Regions from separate parts of the Sus scrofa genome. Here region 1 is linked to region 2. A link is a contact called in public Hi-C data. All regions are on one chromosome and are shown on one strand. The core of a region is the stretch at or near the end of the contact, and the rest is flanking DNA. Distances in the headings are between cores, read along the strand shown. Region 1 has its middle 120 kb from the start of SGMS1. Region 2 has its middle 24 kb from the start of SGMS1.

Region 1 (3,969 bases), core at 1,417-3,916, 96 kb after region 2:
ATGAGCAAACCACTGTGGACAGAGAAGTTCACTTTTCAGGCTAGGTGCCTAGCCTGTTCATTCTTTCCTTATTAAACTTTGAGCCCAGTGTAGACAATATGGATAAAAGGCTGAATGGGAGAGCAACAGTTCTTGCCTGTAAAAAGAACTTAAGAATGGAGAGTTAGGAGTTCCTGTTGTGGCTCAGCGAAAACAAATATGACTAGTATCCATGAAGATGCAGGTTCAATCCCTGGCCTCAGTTAGTGGGTTAAGGACCCAGTGTTGCCCTGAACTGTGGTGTAGGTTGTAGAAACGGCTCAGATACCACGTGGCTGTGGCTGTGATGTAGGCCGGCGGCGGCTGCAGCTCCAATTTGACCCCTAGCCTGGGAACCTCCATGTGCCACTAGTGCAACCCTTAAAAAAAAAAAAAAAAAAAAAAAAAAAAGCTAGAATGGAGAGATAGTCACACACACGCAGACCCACATAATTACAAACTGGGACAAGCACTATCCATGAATGAAAAGTAAAAGGTACCCTGAAACTTATAACACCATCTTGTTTGTACTGAGAGGTCCCTGTGATCCAGTCTCACCCTAAGACTCAGCATGTGAGGCCTTTGCAGAAACAGGGCATCCAAGTATCGGAGCCACTGAGTGGTGAGTCTGTAACCAGCAAATTCTTAAAGCACAGGAATATAAGGAAGCACTCCAGCACTGAGGAACTGTACCAAGGATGGCCTGTCTTCTTGGGTCAAAGCTTGGCCCCAAAGATATGGGGAACTAGTAGCTGCCTGTAGACTACTTTACGGATAGCTGCAGCCCCGAAATTTCTTTCCAACCACCTGCCACAGAGAGCCAAATCCACTATTAGAGAGTCCTTAGTTACAGACCAACATGCTTCCGATTGCTTTACATCAGTCACAGTGAAATCCTGTCAAGAAGGGGGGACACTAGGGCTTCCAGCTGACAGCTGGTAGGATCCCCTGTTCCTGGCCGAGGGCCCACACGTACACATCTTTCGGGGCAGAGTTGCTCCCTCTCCCCTTGTGCTCTCACTATAGCCGGCACATGTTTTGTTTTGTTTTGTTTTGTTTTGTTTTAATAATGATTTTTATTTTTTCCATTACAGCTGGTTTACAGTGTCCTGTCAATTTTCTACTGTATAGCAAGGTGACCCAGTCACACATACATGTGTACATTCTTTTTTCTCACATTATCCTGCTCCATCATAAGTGACTAGATATAGTTGCCAGTGCTATACAGCAGGATCTCACTGCTTATCCATCCCAAAGGCAATAGTTTGCATCTATTAACCCCAAATTCCCAGTCCACCCCACTCTCTTCCCCTCCCCCTTGGCAACCACAAGTCTGTTCTCCAAGTCCATGATTTTTGTTTACTAGTAGTAATCTCTGACGCTGGTTGTCCCCATGTTTCTCAACCCCCTTCTATACCATCCACCCAGAGTCTGATCCATCTCTGTATCTCTTGGCATCCGCACCCCAGCTCCCATGAACATGGTAGATGGTCAATACATGCTCTGGGAATATTCAAGGCAAGACTAACAGATTACAGTATGTGAAGCAGGGCTTTGAGGCAACGATGGGACAAGAAAGACACCAATCGGAAGCATGTTGGTCCATTTTAAGAACTGAATAGGTAACTAAATACTGCATCAGGATGCCTGTGCACCTGATAGAGGGGAGGGCAGGACCAAAGGAGATGTGCACTTGCCCCTGCGCAATAAAGCTCAGGACCAGCCCAGCGAGACACCTGCTGGCAAAATGGCAGATAGACTGTGGTGGAGAGCAGGGAGGGAAAGGGCAGGCTCTGTCTCCATGACTTTGTTTCTGAGGGCATGTGCCAAGAGCTAGGCTGGGGGAGACAAGGAGTTCAAAAAGGAATAAGCATCTGCAACAGCTGCAGTGGGAGTCATCTAGGAAATCAGTAACAAATGAGAGCGAGGAAAAAAAAAAAAAATCCCTCAAAACAGCTAGTTCACAGTGCAGGCTTCTGCCCCTTTCCAGGGAGATTTTAATCTTTCCTTAAACTGTCACAGATGGCTTCCAAAACACCCCGGGGCCCTCTGGGCAGAACGCTAAGACCTGTGTTTGAAGGCCTGTGAGAGCTGGCTATAATCCTGAAATCCTTCCCAGGCCAGCCACCAAGGAAGGAAGGCAGGCCCAGGGCCTGCTTAAGAGCTGAAGGAAAAATGAGACACTGCTTTTAGCCCAGCCTCTTACTTAGAGAAATTGTTTACATTTAGTAATTAGTAAACGTAGGAATAGCAAAGTCAAAACACTAATTGTTTTGCAAGCTTAAAATAATTGCTTTTCCCTTATTTTTTTTAAAATAGTGTTTCTATTTTATTTGTTTACTTATTTTAGCTGTGCCCACAGCATGCAAAAGTTCCTGGGCCAGGGATCAAACCCGAACCACAGCAGTAACAACAGGGAATCCTTATCTGCTTGCTAGGCCACCAGGGAACTCCCCGTTTTTCCCTCATTTTAAAGTATCAGAAAAAAATTCCAGCTCATGGTTCCAAAACCACTAGCTGTTGCAATAAATGACATGTGGCTTTTAACTAAGCCTTCCTATTAACCAGCACTTTGACCTCTGCAACCCCATGGCAGACTAGGGTGACATGTGGACATAGGCACAGGAGGGGACAGCATAGCAACCAACACACTCCTCCCCTGCTGGAACACTCAGCAAGTCTTGGGCACAGCCAGCTCAGAAAGCCACCAGGGGACAATCTGAAATACATTCAAAAACCAATAGGTCAGAGTTCCCGTTGTAGCACAGTGGAAACAAATCTGACTAGTAACAATAAGGTTGCGGGTCCGATCCCTGGCCTCGCTCAATGGGTTAAGGATACGGCATTGCCATGAGCTGTAGTGTAGGTCAAAGACACAGCTCAGATCTGGCTTTGCTGTGGCTGTGGTGTAGCCTGATTCAACCCCTAGCCTGGGAGCCTCCATATGCCATGGGTACAGCCCTAAAAAGCAAAAACAAAAACAAACAAAAAAAAACCCCAATAGGTCCCACTGATTTGTGTCTTTATTGTCATTATTCTAGGAGGTGGATCATACAAGATGTTGCTGTGATTTATGACAAAGAGCATTCTGCCTATGTTTTCCTCCAGGAGTTTTACAGTTCCTGGCCTTATATTTAGGTTTTTAATCCATTTTGAATTTATTTTTGTACATGGTGTTAGGTAGTGTTCTACTTTCATTCTTTTACATGGAGCTTTCCAATATTTCCAGCACCATTTTATTTATTTATTTATTTATTTATTTATTTATTTTTTGGTCTTTTTGCCATTTCTTGGGCCGCTCCTGTGGCATATGGAGGTTCCCAGGCTAGGGGTCTAATCAGAGCTGTAGCCCCCAGCCTACGCCAGAGCCACAGCAAACGGGATCCGAGCCGCATCTGCAACCTACACCACAGCTCACAGCAACGCCGGATCATTAACCCACTGAGCAAGGCCAGGGATCGAACCCGCAACCTCATCCCAGTCGGATTTGTTAACCACTGTGCCACGACGGCAACTCCTCCAGCACCATTTATTAAAGAGGCTATCTCTCTTCCACTGTATGTTCTATCCTCCTTTAGTTGCCCATATGTACTTGGGTTTGTATTTGGGCTTTCTATCCTGTTCTATTGGTCTATATTTCTGTTTTTTGTGCTAGTATCATATTGTTTTGATGACTGTAGCTTTGTTGTATTCTTTAAAGTCAGGAAGTTTAATTCCTCCATTTTCATTTTTCTTTCTCAATATTGCTTTGGCTATTCAAGGTCTCCTTTTCCATACAAATTTTAAAATATTCTGTTTTACTTCTGTGAAGAATGTCTCTGGTAATTTGATAGGGATTGCATTGAATCTGTAGATTGCTTGGGTAGTATGGTCATTTTGACCATATTGATTCTTCCAATCCAAGAGCATGCTATATCTTTCCATCTGTTTGTGTCATCTGTGATTTCTTTT
Region 2 (3,655 bases), core at 549-3,048:
TGGAATAGAGTAAATATGTTACTGTGCCACTGCTGACAAAATGTATATACTGTATACATCTGCAGATTCCAGAATACATTAGCTCTTAAAGGCCCTTTCATCAATATACTCTTAAAACTAGTTGTGATATTGAGAAAGCAAAGACCAGTATTCAAATTTCACAAACAGAAATATGTACACTGAAGAGTTAAGCCAGAGGCTCTCAACCTCAGCACTATCGACATTTGAACAGGGTAACTCTTAGTTGGAGGGCTGTCCTGCGAATGGTAGGATGTTTGCAGTAACCCCGGCCTCTACCCATTAAGTGACAGTAGCACATCTCTCCAGCCCAGCTGTGTCAAGCAAAGCTATGTCCTGACGAGGCCAAATGTTCCCTGAGGGGTAAATCACACCCCACGGGAAGCCACGGGGTTAACTGTCTCAGATCACATTATTGGTTAAAGATTGCATTGATACCAGGAAAGAGCTCTACTAAATCCTGGATTCGTGGAGATTTCTCTTACACCAAGCTACAGCTCTGTAAGAGGAAGCGCTTGTCAGACTGGATGAAATATATTAGGATTCAGACTGGCTGGAACCACCTGTACTTCACTTTACGGTTCATGATCACTATCTCTGAGCTTTGACACTAAGGAACACATTCCAGTGTCTTCAACCATTGTTCATAGTCTCTAGACCCTCTCCAAACCTGATTACTCTGTTCTGGACACGCACGTAGACACAAACCTGGAAATTTTCACTACCTCCTTAAGAAGAAAAGAGGTAGCAGTAACAAAAGACTAAAGCATGACACATACAAATTATAGTCAGGCTCTGTTTTTAAACACTTTACATGAACGATCTAATTTGATCTTCAACAGCCGTATGAGGAAGTATTATCAGCATTTTATAAATGAAGAGACCGAGGCACAGTGGTCAAAGAACTTGCCCAAGGCCAGGCTCCAAGGTCCCAATTCTTAACCACTGTCTACACTGCTTCAAAGAACTGTGGGATTATCACCTGCTTGGATCTAAATTCTCTACCTCCACTAATACGTGCGTTCTGTTGTCCTGCTGTACCAAATGCCCTCATCAAGGAACACTGCTGGCACTTTGTTTACATCTGACATCACCCTACTGATCATCCCTCTGTGAGTATAACCAGACAAAAGCGCACTTGCCTATACTGCTGTGCAACCCACATTTGTCCATCTTTTTGTTTTTGGTCTTTTTTGGGCCACACCCTCAACATACGGAAGTTTCCGGGCTAGGGATCAATTTGGAGCTGCAGCTGCCGGCCTACATCAAAGCCGAAGCAACACAGGATCTGAGCTGTGTCTTCGACCTACACCGCAACTCACAGCAACACTGGATCCTTAATCCAGTGATCAAGGCCAGGGATCAAACCAGAGTACTCATGGATACTAGTCGGGTTCATTACCGCTGAGCCAACAGGAACTCCAACACATCTGTCCATCTTGAGTAGAACACATAGCACTTTGTTATATATTCTGCCAGAGCAGATGTGTCCTATCTATGGCATGTCCAGATACACTTGTTCAGTAACTATGGAAAAAGAAACGAGGTCAACTGAAGATGAGTAATACTAGATACTGATCTCCACTTTTTCTAAGTGACTCCAATCCATCTTTTTGAAAATGTGATTTAATAATCTGTTAAACATCAACATATGCTCTGCATTTAAGGTTTCCAGACTCTGCCGTCTCCCCTGTTTTGAAAATCAAGTTGTTTGGCATACTTCCTCCTCTCCATGGGTTTCTCAAGATCACCCCCAAGTGGTTTTATCATCACACTGGCATGGTTTTTCGAAATCCCCAAGAACTCAAGTCACTAAAGGCAGCTGGGATTTAGAGAGGTAAGTTTAAGGAGGAGGCCAAAGCAGGCTTGCTTTGCCTGGGAAGGTGGGTGGGTGTACAGTGTCAAACAGACGGCAAGAATGATGAGGCATGGTGTGAGCAATACTTGGTCCTAGAACAGATACTGCAGTTCTTGGTCCTCTAAGAAGGTGACATTGCCCTCCTGCATTATGTGACATCCCAACAGACACTCCAGAAGATGGACTCTCCCAGAACTGGCTGCCCCTGGTGAGACATGCTGAAACTTCCCCACTTCCATCCAACAAGAAAGGTTCTAGCACTCAGAGTGTGCCTTGTGACCTCACCATTCCTAACCAGCACGTTCAACACCAACCTAAGTGTGAGCAGAAATTTACCATCATTTCACAGAGCATGCAAAATTCTGCCAGGGTGCAACCACACACCAAAGATTCAACCACTGCACATCCCAGGACATAGCTGTTGGGTGTTACAATTAGAGAACAGCTGAGTTGTACCTGGTGAGGAGAAGAATTTGTACATCCAGAACCAGAAGGGCTTCAGGAAAAAAAGGTCCCCCAAATCAACAACTGTGAGGCAGCCTCGTGAAGAAAGCTTGCTTAGTTAATATTTGAAAACCACAAGCTTCCAAAGCAAATGAATTATTCCTTGAACTTTGATATTTTGGCACAGGGGCAGAGAAGCTTTTTAAAATCTCTTAAAAATCTCCTTTGAACAAAGAACCTCCTCTGGATTACTTCACACAGAAAAATCAACACTATGATAGGAATAATTGGAGCCACAAGGGAAAAATTACAACGCTTAAAGGCTACTTTCAAATGTAAACTAAATTAACTAGCTGTGAAATTTGGAGTGGATTATGTAAACTTGCTGAGGCTGTTTCTCGGTTTATAAAAGAGATAATAACGTTCTACCTCTCGGCATTCTTGTGACAAGTAAAATGAGGCTGTGGCTCCAAAGCATCTCGCTTAAATGTTCAGCTCTGTTACAACTATTAGGTGAAACCTGAATCAAAATTCAAATTTAATTACCCCTTTATATTTTAGACATCTTAGAGAGTTAATGTTTTCCCATTTTCATGACCTGAGGGGCCTTTTCCAAATACCCCAGTGTATTTAAGGCCTTTTCTGTCAATACCACAGGCTGTTTCCCAAAAGAAATAAGATCCCAAGGTGTTACCTATTATGCAGAAGCCCTTGATCAGTTCAACTCAAAGCAAGTGAGTTTAACAAGTAGCCTATGAGCACAGAAATACTGGTACTAGGAGTTCAAAGTGCAAGTAATCAAAAATTCTAAAACTATTTTAGGAGTTCCTGATGTGGGGCAGGGATTGGTGGAGTCGCTGCAGTGCTGGAACACAGGTCCAATCCCCAGGCCAGCACAGTGGGTTAGGGATCCGGCACTGCCATAGCTGTGGCTCCAATCTGATCCCTGGCCCAGGTATTCCATATGCCAGAGTCTGGGGTGGGGGGAAGGGGAGGTACCTATTTTAATTATTTCATTTGGAAGTGATTTCTTTCTGGAGAAGTTTCCTTTATAGAACTAAAAAAGTCAGCTGCAAAGCACTTCACTCTATTACGGAGCCTATCTATTGCATTAGAGTCTATAGCTTCAAAAATTAAGTATAAAGATACTAACCACAGCTTCATAACTTGTATTAGTAACTTCATAATTCAGTTTAGATTTTCCTGGCATCCTTTATGCTATCAGGGTGTCTTCAGCCTGCCTTTCCAGTGCAGTCAGTGTTCCTGATGGTGACACCTGCCTGCTGCACTGCATATGTCCTCGGTAAAACAGCAATAATCACAAGATTCTGATTC

Evidence for each region. A called contact is a pair of places that touch in the nucleus more often than the background predicts.
Region 1: a Hi-C map of liver shows a contact between it and region 2, with 4 times the contacts expected there. The contact joins two enhancer-like sites. A contact is called at or near these places in 1 of 5 promoter capture datasets (liver), 2 of 47 Hi-C or Micro-C datasets (heart right ventricle and liver) and 1 of 2 datasets of contacts at active chromatin or transcription factors (skeletal muscle).

What each region holds. Positions count from the first base shown.
Region 1 is chr14:99,334,360-99,338,328 of Sscrofa11.1, forward strand. It overlaps a transcript of SGMS1 not described here. Among named protein-coding and RNA genes, the nearest start is that of SGMS1, 120 kb to the left of the region's middle. Within about 2 kb of position 2,667, at least 16 of the 83 cell types and tissues checked have an H3K27ac peak or open chromatin away from gene starts, as enhancers often do. A contact at or near this core is called in liver, where this site is marked.
Region 2 is chr14:99,239,228-99,242,882 of Sscrofa11.1, forward strand. It overlaps a transcript of SGMS1 not described here. Among named protein-coding and RNA genes, the nearest start is that of SGMS1, 24 kb to the left of the region's middle. Within about 2 kb of position 1,799, at least 11 of the 83 cell types and tissues checked have an H3K27ac peak or open chromatin away from gene starts, as enhancers often do. A contact at or near this core is called in liver, where this site is marked.